2 separate regions of the Cricetulus griseus genome follow, and region 2 is linked to region 1. A link is a contact called in public Hi-C data. All regions are on one chromosome and are shown on one strand. The core of a region is the stretch at or near the end of the contact, and the rest is flanking DNA. Distances in the headings are between cores, read along the strand shown. Region 1 holds the start of Mars2 (methionine--tRNA ligase, mitochondrial). Region 2 holds the start of Plcl1 (inactive phospholipase C-like protein 1).

Region 1 (7,677 bases), core at 3,461-5,960:
AGACAGGGTTTCTCTGTGTAGCTTTGGAGCCTATCTTGGCACTGGTTCTGGAGACCAGGCTGGCCTCAAACTCACAGAGATCGGCCTGCCTCTGCCTCCCGAGTGCTGGGATTAAAGGCATGCACCACCAACACCTGGCCACACTACCTTTTAATATTAAATGCTATTATGAAACTTAGAGCTAATTTACGCATCCTTGGACTTTGGTGTCTGTGGGAGTCTTAACACTAGTCCCTGTGGATTCTGAGTAATATCTGTCATGGCACTTCATTGCATTCCTACAATATTCAGCAAGTAACTTTTTGGTTATTTTAAGTTCCTACCATGAAAAGTTTTGTAAGAATTATTTTCCCACCTTTGGGGTTGGTTTATTTCTTAAATATGTATATTCTCCTTCATACATGGTCAAATAGTTTATTACTTTTTAAAGTGATTTATTTGTATGTAGACTTAAGGCCCACTCAGTAGGAGGGAATTCAATCTGGTATTGTAAACCTAGCAAACTACCAGTGTCTAGTGAGGTCATGGACTCAAGAGGAAAACCTATTACTGGCTGGTTTTCCCTAAACCAGTGTAATTTCTAACCTCTTTCTAAATTCTTATTCTTGTACCCACAGATAAGCGTAGCTGTCACCCCTCATCAAAGAAATTTTTACAGCAGACAATGACCATTATAAAAAGCCACAACTGGTCAAAATGTAGAGAACAACTGACCATGGGATGCCTGTAGCCAACTGATACATTTACAATACAACTCCTATAGCTCCTACACCTAAAGGTCCATGGACCATCACAGAAGGAGGGACAGAAAGAGTATAAGAGTCAGAGGACCAGGATTGTGTTTATAGATATGCAAGACTGTGTCTTATAGATATGATAGGGAAACTGAGTCCATGAAATCTCAACAATATGCATTCTTAAACAGACCTGAACAATGACAACACTATTTTGGATGCCAGTGTTGTTGGGGAAAATCTCATGGGGTCCCACCTCTAGATGAGGAGCTACAGGCAATTGATGACTGCCAAAACAGGGATAATTAGTCTTCCCCAGGGATGAACCCCCTAAATGGTTATCTAGCACCTAGTGGCCAACCCTAAAAACATAGATGGCAGCAACACTCAATGTGTATAACGTGTGTGTGTGTGTGTGTGTGTGTGTGTGTGTGTGTGTAATATTTGTATATGTATATGCACATATGTATGCAACCCATAAGCACACATGTGTTAACAGTAATAAGGAAAAACAAGCCATACGCTTGAGATGGAGTGGGAGAGACATGGGTTGAAGAGAGGAGAAGGAGGGGAAATGATATATTACTGTAAGGCTTAGCTAGAGTGATAAGACAAGAGAAAAAAAGGATATAAATATGAAAGGAAGAAGCCAAAATATCTCTACTTACAGATGATATGACTCAACCCATAAGAGACCCTAAGGACTCCAACAGAAAACCCTTAGAACTGATAAACACTTTGAGCAAAGTGGCAGGGTACAAAAATCTACACACAAAAATCAGTAGCCTTCCTCTATGTCAATGACAAACATTGAGAAAGCAATCAGGCAAACACTTAGACTCACAATAGCCTCAAAATTTTTACCTTGAATTAAATCTAATAAAGGATATAAAAGACCACTACAATGAAAGCACAGATGAAATAAAATGAGGAAGTCAAGATGGAAAGGAACTGGGTTGGATGAGTTAATCTTGTGAAATGGTCATCCTACAAAAAGCACTATATGGATATACAGTATTTAATTATTCATCGGATGATGAATATTTGAGTGGTTTCACTTTCTGGATATTGTGAACATTACTGATTTATTTAACTTTGGACTCATTTGACTGGCCAAAATGAAAACAGATACTACCAAGTACTGAATTTTTTCAAAGGAAATGTTACTCATAAAAGTGTAAATTTGGCTGGGCAGTGGTGGCACACGCCTTTAATCCAAGCACTCAGGAGGCAGAGGCAGGTGGATCTCTGTGAGTTTGAGGCCAGCCTGATCTACAAGAGCTAGTTCCAGGACAGCCTCCAAAGCCACAGAGAAACCCTGTCTCGAAAAACAAAAAAAAAAAAAACCAAAAAACAAAAACAAAACAAAACAAAACAACAACAAAAAAAAGAAAAGCAGCACGTGGGAGGGAAAGACACCATTTGACAGGGTTCAAGCAGAGGGATTCTTTTTTTTTATTAGGGAAAGGGATCATAAAAAAGGGAAATGGGAGGGGGGAGACCGGCCCCTGGAGAGAGAGGCAGATTGGAAAGGAGGGAGAGAGAGAGCGAGAGAGAGAGAGAGAGAGAGAGAGAGAGAGAGAGAGAGAGAGAGAGAGAGAGAGGATGGGGATGGGAGGTGGGCAGGGACCTTTGAGAAGGGAATGAGGTGAGTATGCACAGGTGGTGCTCTTAGTGGCTGTAGCTGAGTGCATATTCTGTCAGAACTCCAAAGACAGGCCAGTACAGATGCCTGAATACTCACAGGTACCAAAAGAGACATCTGAGAATGTGAATAACAATACTGTTCTTAATAGCTCTAAACTTGAGCCACTTGTGTATATGAACAGCCATTTACTCCAGGGGGTTTCTGTCACACAGGGAAGGAAAGAAGCAGAGCCAGAGGAGTCCAAACATTTTATTTATAAGATGAGAGAAAAAGAGTGCTGCTTAGGTTTGTTTTTTTTTTTTTTTTTTTTGTCAACTTGATATAAGCTAGAGTCATCTAGGAAGAGGTAATGACAATTCAGAAAATACTCCATGAGATTGTCTGTAGGCAAGTCTGTGGGACATTTTCTTAATTAGTGATTGTTGTAGGAGGGGCCAGGTCACTGTGGAAAATGTCACACTAGCAAGGTAATCCTGAGTTGTATAAGAAAGCAAACCGGCAAGCTGTAATGTCAAGCCAGTAAGCCATGTTCCTCCTGGTTTCTGCTTCGGTTCCTGTCTCGCGTTCCCTTCATGACAAACTATAAAGAGTAAGTTGTAACAAATCCTTTCCTCCCTGAGTTGTTTTTGTCATGATGTTTATTGCAGTAATAGGAAACCAACCAGGACAGATAGCATGCTTGCATGCTGAACCACTGCATTCATGCCGATGGGAAAGATAGAAAGAATTGATGGAGAATCCGATTTGTCAGTCGGATTTGTCTTGTACAGACCCCCACTTTTCAATTTTTCCTTCTTTTTAAAACCGGAAATAAACTTTTCATACTATAATTCTGATCATAGTTTTCCTTCCCTCTTATCCTCCCAGATCCTCCCCTCCTCCCACCCATCCAACTCCCTTCTTTCTCTTTAAAAAACAAACATGCCAATAAACAAACAAATCAACCATGATAAAACAAACAGAAAAAGAAAACAAACAAAGCAGTAGAAACACATATAAACCCCTTTCAATAAAAACACAAAATCAGAAACTATAATAGAGAAGCAAAAGACAAGTCAGATAAAAAAGGCACAAACAGCCGGGCAGTGATGGTTCATGCCTTTAATCCCATCACTCGGGATGTAGAGGCAGGCTCATCTCTGTGAGTTCCAGGCCAGCCTGGTCAATAGAATGAGTTCCAGGACAGCCCCCAAAGCTATAGAGAAACCCCCAAAGCTACAGAGAAACCCTGCCTGGGGGGGGAAGCACAAACAAATCATTATGAAACAACATCTCCAAGAGAACTATTAAACTTGTTTTGTGTTGGTCATCTTTTGCTGAGCATGGGCTCTTCATTAAGTGTGATTCTTGTACCAAGTAAAACTCAAATGGAGATGGCTTTTGGGTTAAGGATGTGAGCTTGGGTCCCTGTCTCCTCTCAGCACTGGGACCCTACCAGTGCATGCTGCCACAGTCTCTGTGCATCACTCCGTCCTATCATGTCTGGAAGGTACTGTTTTCTTGGTGTTGCCCATCCTCATTGGCTTTTACAATCTTTCTGCTTTCTCTTCATAGTTCCCTGAGCCCAGATGGCAGGGGTTTGATGAAGACATCCTATTTTGGACCAAGTGTTCCACCGTCTCACGCACATTTTACAGTTTTGAGTCTCTGTATTAGTTCCCATCTACTGCAGGAGGAAGCTTCTCTGATGATGGCTGAGTGAGACACTGATTTATGTGTATAGCAGAATGTTGTTAGGAGTCATTTTATTATTGTTTTTTCCAGCAGAACAATAGTATTTGGTTTTCCCTTAGATCCATGGCCTGTTTAGTCTCATGTTCTTGGCCATCTGACTAGTGTCAGGTATGGGTTTCAGTTCATGAAGCATGCCCTAAGTTGGTTACCTACACAAACCTTTTTTCCAGTGCTTATGCGTCCCTAAAGTGCTCTAGGAAATTTCCTTCTTTTCATATTTACTTAGATCCTGAGATAAAATTTAAGTGGGTTTTTCAGATGTTGACTAGAGTATATGGGGAGGCTGGATTTGTGTCCTGCATTATGCTAAAACGCCTCAAAATATAGAATCTTACCAACAAATTCAGTCCAGAACCGGAAACAGATAGCAACGTGTTAAACTGTCGCTCAAAGCATAACATTCAGGACACGCTTCTTTTGTCATCGGCCGTGACAGGAAACCCAACATCCTACCACTCAAAATCTCCCGCCGACCAGCGGCTCTTGCGCGCCGTTCAGGAAGCCTGAAGAGGGAGGCGCTATGGGCGGGGCAGTAGAAGCCAGCGCTCGGCGTTCATTGGCTTCCGCGCCGGAAGCTGCGGTGCCATCCAGCTGCGCACGCGCCCTCTCACGTGCTCGGGACGCGGTCACTAGGGCTGGAGCCGGCTGGCACCATGCTGCGGCAGTGTGCTCTACGGGTGCTGTCGCGCACCCGGGCGGCCCCCGGCTGTCGCCGCTACGGTTCATGTTCGCCAAGCGCCGGTGGCGACACTGGAGAAGCGCGGGCCTACTTCACCACGCCCATTTTCTACGTGAACGCCGCGCCGCACATCGGGCACCTGTACTCGGCGCTGCTGGCCGACGCTCTGTGCCGCCACCGTCGTCTCTGCGTTCCCGGTTCTGCGTCCACGCGGTTCGCCACCGGCACGGACGAGCACGGCCTGAAGATCCAGCAGGCGGCAGCCACCGCGGGTCTGTCCCCAATCGAGCTGTGCGACCGAGTGTCTGCCCAGTTCCAGCAGCTTTTCCGGGAGGCTGGCATCTCCTCCACCGACTTTATCCGCACCACGGAGGCCCGGCACCGGCTGGCCGTGCAGCACTTCTGGGAGGTGCTGGAGGCACGGGGTATGCTGTACAAGGGGCTTTATGAAGGGTGGTATTGCGCCTCCGACGAGTGCTTCCTGCCTGAGGCAAAGGTCACTCGGCAGGTGGGTCCGACAGGGGATCCGTGTCCTGTGTCTCTCGAGAGCGGACATCCTGTCTCCTGGACCAAGGAAGAAAATTACATTTTCAGGCTTTCCCAGTTTCGAGAACCACTCCAGCGGTGGCTTCGAAACAATCCTCAGGCGATCACTCCGGAGCCGTTCCACCAGACAGTTCTTCAATGGCTGGAGGAGGAGCTGCCAGATCTGTCCGTTTCTCGAAGGAGTAGCCACTTGCACTGGGGCATTCCGGTTCCCGGGGATGATTCGCAGACTATCTACGTGTGGCTGGATGCTCTGGTCAACTACCTCACCGTAGTTGGCTACCCAGATGCAGATTTCAAGTCTTGGTGGCCAGCCACATCTCATATCATAGGTAAGGACATTCTCAAATTTCATGCCATTTATTGGCCTGCCCTTCTCTTAGGGGCCGGACTGAGGCCACCACATCGTATCTATGTCCACTCACACTGGACGGTTAGTGGCCAAAAGATGTCCAAGAGCTTGGGCAATGTGGTGGATCCCAGGACTTGCCTTGATCGCTATACTGTAGATGGCTTCCGCTACTTTCTCCTTCGGCAGGGAGTTCCCAACTGGGACTGCGACTACTATGATGAAAAGGTGGTTAAATTGCTGGACTCTGAGCTGGCAGATGCCTTAGGAGGTCTTTTAAACCGGTGCACTGCCTACAGGATAAATCCTTCTGGGACCTACCCATCTTTCTGCACTGCCTGTTTCCCCAGTGAGCCAGGGTTAACGGGACCATCGGTTCGTGTGCAGGCCGAAGACTATGCACTTGTAAGTGCGATGGCCACTTTGCCCAGGCAGGTAGCCGACTATTATGATGACTTTCAGATTTATAAGGCTCTGGAGGCAGTGTCCAGCTGTGTTCGGCAAACTAATGGTTTCATCCAGAGGCATGCACCATGGAAATTGACCTGGGAAAGCCCTGAGGACGCCCTCTGGCTGGGTACTGTGCTTCATGTGGCCTTTGAATGTTTGCGAGTTTTTGGAACCTTGCTTCAGCCTGTTACTCCAAGCTTAGCCGATAAGTTACTGTCAAGACTGGGCGTCTCTGCCGAAGAGAGAGGCCTTAGAGAGCTCCACTTCCTACCTCGATTCTATGGACACTCATGCCCCTTTGAAGGGAGAAAGTTGGGACCTGACACTGGGCTTTTGTTTCCAAGACTGGACCAATCCAGGACTTGGCTAGTGAAAGCTCACAGGACCTAGAAACAGTTCTTACTGGCTGATGGTAAAAGGGCAAATGTATTCTTTTTGCATTTTCAGGAACGTTAAAGTGTTTAGAAAGTGTTGTACTAGGTGAGTACATAACCTGCGCACATCCTTAAGAGCCATTCAGGTACCAGGTACCTAACCCACTCTGTGTCACTAACCACTGTTGACAAGTGTCTGAGGAGGATGCCTAAGGAAGGGGACCAAGTTCCTTCTCATTGTACCTTCTCCCAAACCATGGTCCAGACTACCTCTCATGGCTTCTAATACTCAGGCTAATTGACACAGCCCCTCCTGCAGCTGAAGGTAGACTGCAGTCCCTGGCTGGTTTTCACAGGTCAGCCCTACTCTTCAGACTACATGACTTTTGCCCATGTTCATTCTCATTTTTTAAATTGCTGAGTTGTGCTTTGTAATACTACACTTCATCCAGTAGATGGCTCTGCTCTCACACATTCAACTACTTATGAGTGGTTTCAGAAGACTGAGAATCATTTCACAGATCTTTAGAATTTTACTGTTATTCTTAAAGGATAACTTTGGAACCACTGCTATTTTAACAACACAAAGATACTGGAATTTTCATTTTAAAACTACTAAAAATGACATGTACAGTAAGTAATAAGTAAAGATAACAGGTTATTTCCATGATAAAACTGTAGAGCTCTTTAGGTACACTATGTATTACAAATATTAAATTTCAGTAATGATTGTATGTATAATTCATCTATAAAGCCCCCAAAAGGGCAGTATTCTCTTTATATTTATTTCCTGACTTATCCATAATTTACCTCATATGGTTATTTTTGGTCAATCAGGATATATAATACAATGTAGAAATTATGTAATAATTATTAGTATATTTATGTTAATTTTTGTTCATTACTTCTCTTTTTGAGACAAAGTTTCACTATATAGTTTAAGCAAGTGTACCACCATGCCTGTCTTTTTCTTTTGTTATTAAAGTTTGATTGTAAACAGATTATTCAGATGTTTGGTTACATTTACTGAAGGTAATATTGAAGGGAGAAAATGAGCAGAGCTCTCTTCAAGGCCCCATAAAAGAATGGAGAAGACGACTCCAGTGACTAGAAGGGATAAGTCACTGTCACATCTCATAGGGAATGGGGCAGACAGCTAGGCC
Region 2 (7,677 bases), core at 1,620-4,119, 150 kb after region 1:
TGAATTCTCCAGGTGGTGGCAGAGGCGGGCAGATCTCTGAAACTGAGGCCAGCCTGGTCTACAGAGTGAGTTCCAAGGCAGCCATGGTTGTTACACAGAGAAACCCTGTCTTGAAAAACAAAAAAGCAAAAAACAAACAAATGTGAACTCCACTTTACAGCTAAGGAAACTACACTTAAGTTTCAAGTAGAGGCCTGCAGTGGAAGAAAGTACCTACCACCACCCCTAACAACTTTATTTTAATTCCTAGGACCCACGTGGAGAGAACCGACTCCTGCAAGTTACCATATAACGCCCCCCCCCACATGCACATGTCCAAGTTAAATGAATAAAACATAATTAAAAATTAAGTTTCAAGTCATTTGCTGAAAACTACAACCAGATCAAAAGCAAGGGAATCATTGTGCCCTAGATGGTGATTTCAAAGCCTGTGACCTTCCTACTGCTTGTATTTCTTATAATATGCAAGTTCCGTTTAGTCATGGCAGTCCTGGAGACTGAAAAACCAATCCTACATACCCAGCACCATTCATATGAGTCACGAGGACCTCTGGTAGTGACATCAGCTTCATTTAACCTATGGTTTGGATCTTGAATGTCTCCCAAACCCCATGTATTAAAGGTTCAGCCTGCATCTTGCTTCATTTAACCTATGGTTTGGATCTTGAATGTCTCCCAAACCCCATGTATTAAAGGTTCAGCCTGCATCTTTGCTCTCTTGGGAGGTGATAGACACTTAAGAGTTGGGACCTATTAGGAGTTTTTACTGCATTGGGAGAATGCCCTTGAGGGAAATTTTGACCTTGATCTCTTCTTTCTCAGATTTCTACTCTATGTGAGGTAGGCAGGCATGCAGCAGGTTTTTTAAAATGTAAAATTGTAGAAGACAACAGAACAACAAACAAACAAAAACCCTCTCTACATATATTTTAATTTTCTTAAGGCCAAGTGAGTAAGACAATCTTCATGAAGAGAGGTTCAGTCTTTATCAATTCCGGTGCACTTGTGTTCACAGAAGGCATGAGGGAAGACTGCTAGTGAAGAGGAGATACGAGAGTCCAGCTCGGACATTTGGAATTGAGACAAAACATTTTGCAAACCATATGCTTTACTTTCTGGCCTTTCTTTATTTGAAAGTCCTGACCTTTACTGTTAGATGATACTAATTTTAATACCTTACAATGAGTATAAAGACACACAAACCTGTGGGCCAGGAAATGCTGGTAAATAATGTATCAGAAGGTGACCAGTAAGATAACTGCAGCTTCACCATCTTCAAAGGACAATTCACAAATGGAAATTTGATTAAAGAAACAGAGAAAACTGAAACGTGGAAATCTGTAAAAGACAGAAGTTAGACATGACTGAGTACCAGAAAAATAATAGCCTAAAATCGGTTATATTTCTGAGGACAAAATAAAAATATTTTCTATATATCACAGTTGTGAACTAGCACTTGCTATTTTGGATGTAGTTCTCATCATCTCACTAGAGGGCGGTGTTGCTTCTAAAACCAGAGCTGCTGTTCATCACTAGCACATTGAAGAAAAGGAACATTCAGGTCTTTCCAGTCTCCCCCAGAAGATGGTAAATGTCAAATATGAATCTTCCCAAGAGCCCTATCCAGTTCTGACTGTTTGTAGCCTAAGGCGATCTAGATAAAAAAGTGAAGAGATGTTTCCAGGAGCTGGGTAGCAGAACTAATGTCAGTGTCTGCACTAACCAGTCTTAGACAAAGCTCATTTCTTCTGTTAAATAAAAAGCTGTCCTAGATGTCTCCCACGAACCCAGTGCATCCTTAAAATGCTAGGGTTCTAGTAAATTTCCAGGTCTGCAGGGCTGAAGAATTCCTTGGTACTCTTGGCAGAGTCAGGAAAAACAAAACCTTGAATTACGAAATAGTTAGTAATTGAAATACATTTAATGCTCCAAGTGAGGTTTAATACAGACCTCAGTGCTCCCATTTTTTTTTTTTTTAAATAAAAATGCTGTCTTCTCTAGGGACCTTAGAGCCATTGTCCACATTTGCTCGTGGTGTGGTTAATTCCATTGAATTCCTGCTCCACACAAAGATCTCTCCTGTTGGTCACTATCTTGGTGGAAGGTGCAAAACGGATTTATTTAGAATTAGACGCAGAAATCAGGCTAAACCCTTGTGATATAGGAACGTTTTAGGGTAGAGACTAAGCATGCCAGTGACCTTGTAGTTTTGTGGCTTCCATCCTACTGGTGTTTCCTTAGGTGACGTCCCCAGGGTTTTAGCTGTTCTGCTTCCTCTTACCCCTTTCTTCCCACTCCTTGTCATATTTAGTCAGATTGCAGAGTGAAGGTAGAATCCGCTCACAGAACCTGAAGCAAATTGTGGAACTCCAGGGTTCTAGTAAACCCTAGTTTATCTCCGCATGAACTTGACTTCTAAGGATTGGCAGGAGAGCCTGTATTTAATTCCTGGCCGTGCCAAGTGTCACCACCACACCAAACACTCTGACATTCTCACTTAACACCCTCTTTCTTCCAGATTTTCTGTTTTGCAGTGTTTCCTCCGGCTTCTCCCTGCCCCCATGCCCCAAGCCTCATTTTCGGTGCACCTTCAGGCTGCTTTAGCATTTTTAAACTTCCTAAAATGTACTTTGAGTGCCTGAGGGTGCGCTCACTGGCGCGCGCACCCTCGCCTAGTACCGAGCGGGCGAGCGGGGCCGGGCGGGCAAGGAGCTCCAGAACACATTCCATTCTTCGCGCTCGGGGCACACCCCTCCGCAGTGAGGATTGGTCGAGCCGAACCCCCCCGGCGAGCCTCGGCTCCTGAGAGGTCCAGGCGCCTGCCAATCCCTACGGGCTGTCAAAACAAGTCTTCCCTCCGTGTCACAGGCGAGCGGAGTGGAGGCCGCCGCCGCCGCCGCACTTCCTGGGGCCGCCCGCGCGCGTCGGCGGGCAGGTGGCGGGTGACCCGTCTGCAGTCACCGCTCCGGCGGCGGCGCGCGTCCCAGCTCCGGAGGCTCCTGGCCGGGCGCCCGCCGCCTTTTGTCTGCGCCGAGCGGGCGTTTGCATCACGTCTCCTCCGGTACCTCCCGCTGCTTTTCTCCTGCTTCTCCCTCCCGCTCGCATCTTCTCCCCGCCCCCGCCGCCGGCCGGCTGACCTCCTGGACCACAGCCCGAGGACGCCTCTGCCTCCGCGATGTCTCCTCTCTACAAAGTTGCGGCTGCTGCTGCAGCCGCCGTCCGGCGCTGAGACAAAGTCCAGCGGGGCTTCCTCCCGGTGCCCGAGCGCACCCGTGCCAGGGGCTGGACACCCGGTGTCGGTCGTGCTGTCTCGCCGGGAGTCCCCGAAACGTGCTTGGCCATGGCTGAGGGCGCGGCTGGCAGGGAGGGTCCGGCGCCTCTCGACGCTGCCGGAGGCGAAGACGACCCCCGAGTCGCCGCCGACGCTGCCTCCGGGGACGCTGCACCCGCGGTCTCGGGTGGCCGGATGAGGGACCGTCGCAGCGGGGTCGCATTGCCAGGCGCTGCGGGAGCCCCCGGGGACAGCGAGGCCGGCCTCCTGGAGGCTGCACGAGCGACCCCCAGACGCAGCAGCATCATCAAGGTAAGCGGAGCCGCAGCAGCCCAGAGCATGGGTGTGGGTGTTGGGGAGATAGGGGACCCCGGCAGGATGTTCATTGCCCCAGGCATAGCAGGCTGGGCATTGTTTTCTCCCACCTCTTTCACTGCCAAACCTTCCTGCCTAGTCCGGAGGTTCCCAGACTCAGCTCTTGGCCTTGAGAAGCAGAAGTGACTTCCCCTCTGACAGCCCGGGGAAAAGTTCCCCTCTGCGCTCTGCGCTTCTGCGGTTTTATGGATGCTTTCCCTCATTTTTTTCAGCGAGCTTCACAAACCGGTGGATGGGAGGAGGAAGGGAGAGGACTTGGGATAAATGCAGAGACCTGCGGGGTGGCTGTGCATTCTCCGGCCGAGGGCTGGCTTTTCCTGAACAGCAAAGGCAAAGCACAGCTTACTTTCAAGTGTGTGTGGGAAATCTCCCCCAGACACAAATGGTGCTGAAATCCTGAAAGGTTTGAACTTTGCAGGTAGGCAGGCAGAGTTTGCAGCGGACTCTGCAGCACAGAAAGGTTGAAGGAAGAGCTCAGAGTTTTCGCGCTGCAGAAAACACACATCCGGGAAAATGTTCCCAGACTCCCCTAGCACCCCTAGAAGATTTGCCTTTATCCATCTGCCAAGGAACTGAAAACCTTTCTTCGCCCCGATTTATTTCCACCTTCCACTTTGGACTTGTTTCCCTTGTTTGAAAGTTCATCTTTTGGGCGCATGACTTTGAAGTAAATTTTTTCAGGTAAGACCCCGGCACTGGCTCTGGAAGAGGGCCTCTTAGTGTAGATCCATGTGATTACTGCGTACATGTGAGATTAAAGTAGACCAGTCAGTGAGAATACATATCCATATGCGGATACACACAACACACCACAGACGACAGTGAACGAAGGGCTTGGAAGCAAGGACAGTGAGAGGACACTGACTTGCTGGGTAGGCTCATAGACTCAGAAAGCTTGCTTAGAGTTAAAGCAAGCAGCCACTGTGCAATGAGTGTCTTCTTTCCCAAGCTACCAGCACCGCAGTTTGTGCTCACATCCACCTAACTCCAAGCCCTATGCTTCCCCGCCCCCAAACATGGACCCATGGAAATTCCAAAGCTACAGGGAGATTTCTGTGTTAAAAGTGAATGGTAATTTCAAGTAACCTGTAGTAGTTTATTTTGTGGCCTTTTCATAATGTGCAAAGAGAATTATACTCTGGATGTAAATTTGGACAAAAGGGAAACAGCCCTCTTAATAATACAGAAATCATGTTGTCTCGAAACAATAGTATCATAATTAGGAAACAGGTACATTTGGATTATAAGCAATTGATCCTACATGAGGACCCGTGTGTAATAAGGTAGGCACTGTAGTTTAAAATACATGACGATAAAAGCAGTGGTTCTTTATAATGATGTGAAAAATACATGTCACGAAGTATAAGGACTATGCAAATTCTTGCAGCAAGTTTATCACTCTGAAATTGCTCTGTGCTGCCAGGTGTGCTTCTGCAGTTTTGAAATCCTAGGGATGTAGTCATGCAAGCTTGGGACTTGGCACTCCGGAGGTTGACACAGGAGGATCTTCCTTTTCAAATGTAGCCTCCTGTACACAGCCATACCTGGTCTCAAAATAAACAAGGCCCGACCCCAGACTATATGAATGGCATGCAGTTTATGTTCTCATAAGGGTTATCACTGAGTAATAGTGCCTCTTTTGCTTTGAAGTTTGTTTTGGTGACAAAAAGGAAGATAGCAGAGTATTACATTTTCTCCATTTAATGGTGAATTACACACTCAATAAATGGTCTTTAAAATTAAAGATATTGCAAAATTAGAGGAACTATTTTAAATTAGATTTATTTGAAAAAATAAACATAGACTTAAAACAATTAAACATTTCAAAGGAGTGTGAAAGGTAGGACTTTTTGCTATTCTACACTTCCACTTACATAGCCAACCCTATAGCTATTAATATTTTCTTATGCATCCTTCCAAAATAGTCCAGTCACTTGTAGGCATATGTATCTATAGCTATGTTAACTGTTGAGGCCCTAAATATGTACAATGAATTTTGGCTAGAATTATATTGGCTTCATACCTTCAAATTTGTATCTAACATTTTTGATGCCTAGAGGATTGACTAAGGTTAAAGTTCAGGTCTGGTAACTGGTAGGTGGCAGTTGTTGGGATTTGTCCCCAGTGGTCTTCCTTTTCTTCTTAGGAGCAAGAGGCAGGTAGGTTCTATTCCAATCTTTCAGAGGTCAAGAATATTTTTATTTAGATCTTGAATCTTTGATCACATGTCTTGGCTACTTTAATGTAGCAATGGTGAGAATTTCTAAAAAGGCATACAAAATGTGTGTTAGTTTTTGTCATTATGATAATTAGAAATACCAAAGGAGGAAAGATTCACTTTGGCTCATGGTTTCAGAGATTTCAGTCCATGATCACTGTCTATGTTCACAAGGCAGCACACCATAGCATGAGAGCATAGTGCGCAATAGCTGTTCACTTTATGGTGGCCAGGAGGCAGAGGGAAGGAGGGACCGAGGACAAGGCTAACATTTTAAGGAAAGTGATTTATTTCCTGCAACAGGGCCTCAGCTCCTACTTCTTACTGCACCCCAATAATTCCATGAAATTATGACTTCTTTTCAGGTTGACTTAGATTATTGGTTTTAATTATCATAATGCTAATTCTCTATTAGCATGAATATTATATCAGAATAATGCATTCCTCTATCCTGCCAGAAAACAGACTTCCTTGTATATTAATTACAAGAATATTTTCAGTTAATTTGCCTTTCCTAATTTGAAAACATGTGTATAGCTGAGAAAACAATTTCCTTCTGAGCTGATGGAAACAATTACACTGTTTATCTGTACTCATCACCACTAAGTCTTTCTACTGCCTTTGAGGTTTTTCCTTTATACTCTCAGGCTTAGTTTTTTCTTTTAATACCATAAGAATTTAGCTGGATTCTCTGTAGTCCATTTACTTTTTTTCCTATATGGTTATTTTCTAAAGAACTTCCATTGATAAATGCTTCATTTTTTGCTAATTGTATATAATATACCTTAATATTCATTGAGTCTATCTTGTTTTCTTCTTGATATGTGATTTAAGATGAAAAGTTAGAAAAATGCTAACAGCTAAATATCTAATATTAATGTATTGTTTTTGTATTTGAATATATTTATAATGAAGAAATTAGATTGCTTATCTAGTATTTGGTGTCAATATCCTAATACTTAAAATATGTATCATTTTAAATTGTAGTCAATAGCCCCATAACTATAATATTGTAGAAATAAGAAACAGTGTAGCCTTTTCTTTTTATTAGATAATGGGAACTGAGATACATACATATTTTGAAAGCAATTCATTTCAGTGCCAATGACATATTGATGATTTCTTCTTTTGTCTATTTTCTTTTGATTCTAAGTATATAGAGCCCAGGCAAGGAAGAGCAGACTCTTACATCCATTTCACTACATGGCATGTTGGATGAAGGTCGGTGTTAGGAATGAGGATCTGAAACACACAACAAAGCATCAAAAGGAATGATTAATATTGCTGTTGTCCATGCCTCATTAACGTGTTACCATGGCCTGCCTTACCCTATCTGGTTTTGCGAGCTGTAACCTCCAAGTTGCACCTTGGGTACCAGTTGACTCATGACAAAATTATGACTCATCAGATAGGCAAAGACAATTAAATTTGTATTAAGTGTTTTCTACTGTGTCTTAAATACCAAAGTACCTGTCATACATTTCATATTCTCACAGCTAGTCCTCTCCCATACGGGAGATATGGAGAGACCCAAGTCAAGGCAGAGTCAGGGTTCAAAGCCATGTCTGCTTAACACCCATGTTATCATGCAGGTCCTCAGACACAGGAAGCTCACAATTCAACACTTCCTTAGGTTAGAAACAAGTTGAATACATGAAGATTCTGAATTTTGGGCTTGTAGGTTGCGTTGTCCCTTCTCTATCTTCTGTCTCCAGTTTAGGATATCTGGAGCTCCATGGCTCAGGAAGGGGATAACAGCCCTTCCTGCCTTTGGTAGTTTTGTTAGGCCCATACTGTGTGTGAACAGGCAGTT

The links. A called contact is a pair of places that touch in the nucleus more often than the background predicts.
Region 2: a contact with region 1 is called in a Hi-C map of fibroblasts, with 4 times the contacts expected there. The contact joins the promoter of Plcl1 here to the promoter of Mars2 in region 1. A contact is called at or near these places in 3 of 8 Hi-C or Micro-C datasets (the CHK-Q cell line, fibroblasts and liver).

What each region holds. Positions count from the first base shown.
Region 1 is chr2:409,647,801-409,655,477 of CriGri-PICRH-1.0, forward strand. It overlaps Mars2 (methionine--tRNA ligase, mitochondrial), which reads left to right and starts at 4,711. Exons shown (of 1, transcript XM_027396910.1): 1 at 4,711-7,518. The coding sequence starts at 4,770. The coding sequence ends at 6,530.
Region 2 is chr2:409,803,578-409,811,254 of CriGri-PICRH-1.0, forward strand. It overlaps Plcl1 (inactive phospholipase C-like protein 1), which reads left to right and starts at 2,870. Exons shown (of 6, transcript XM_027396911.2): 1 at 2,870-3,583. The coding sequence starts at 3,341.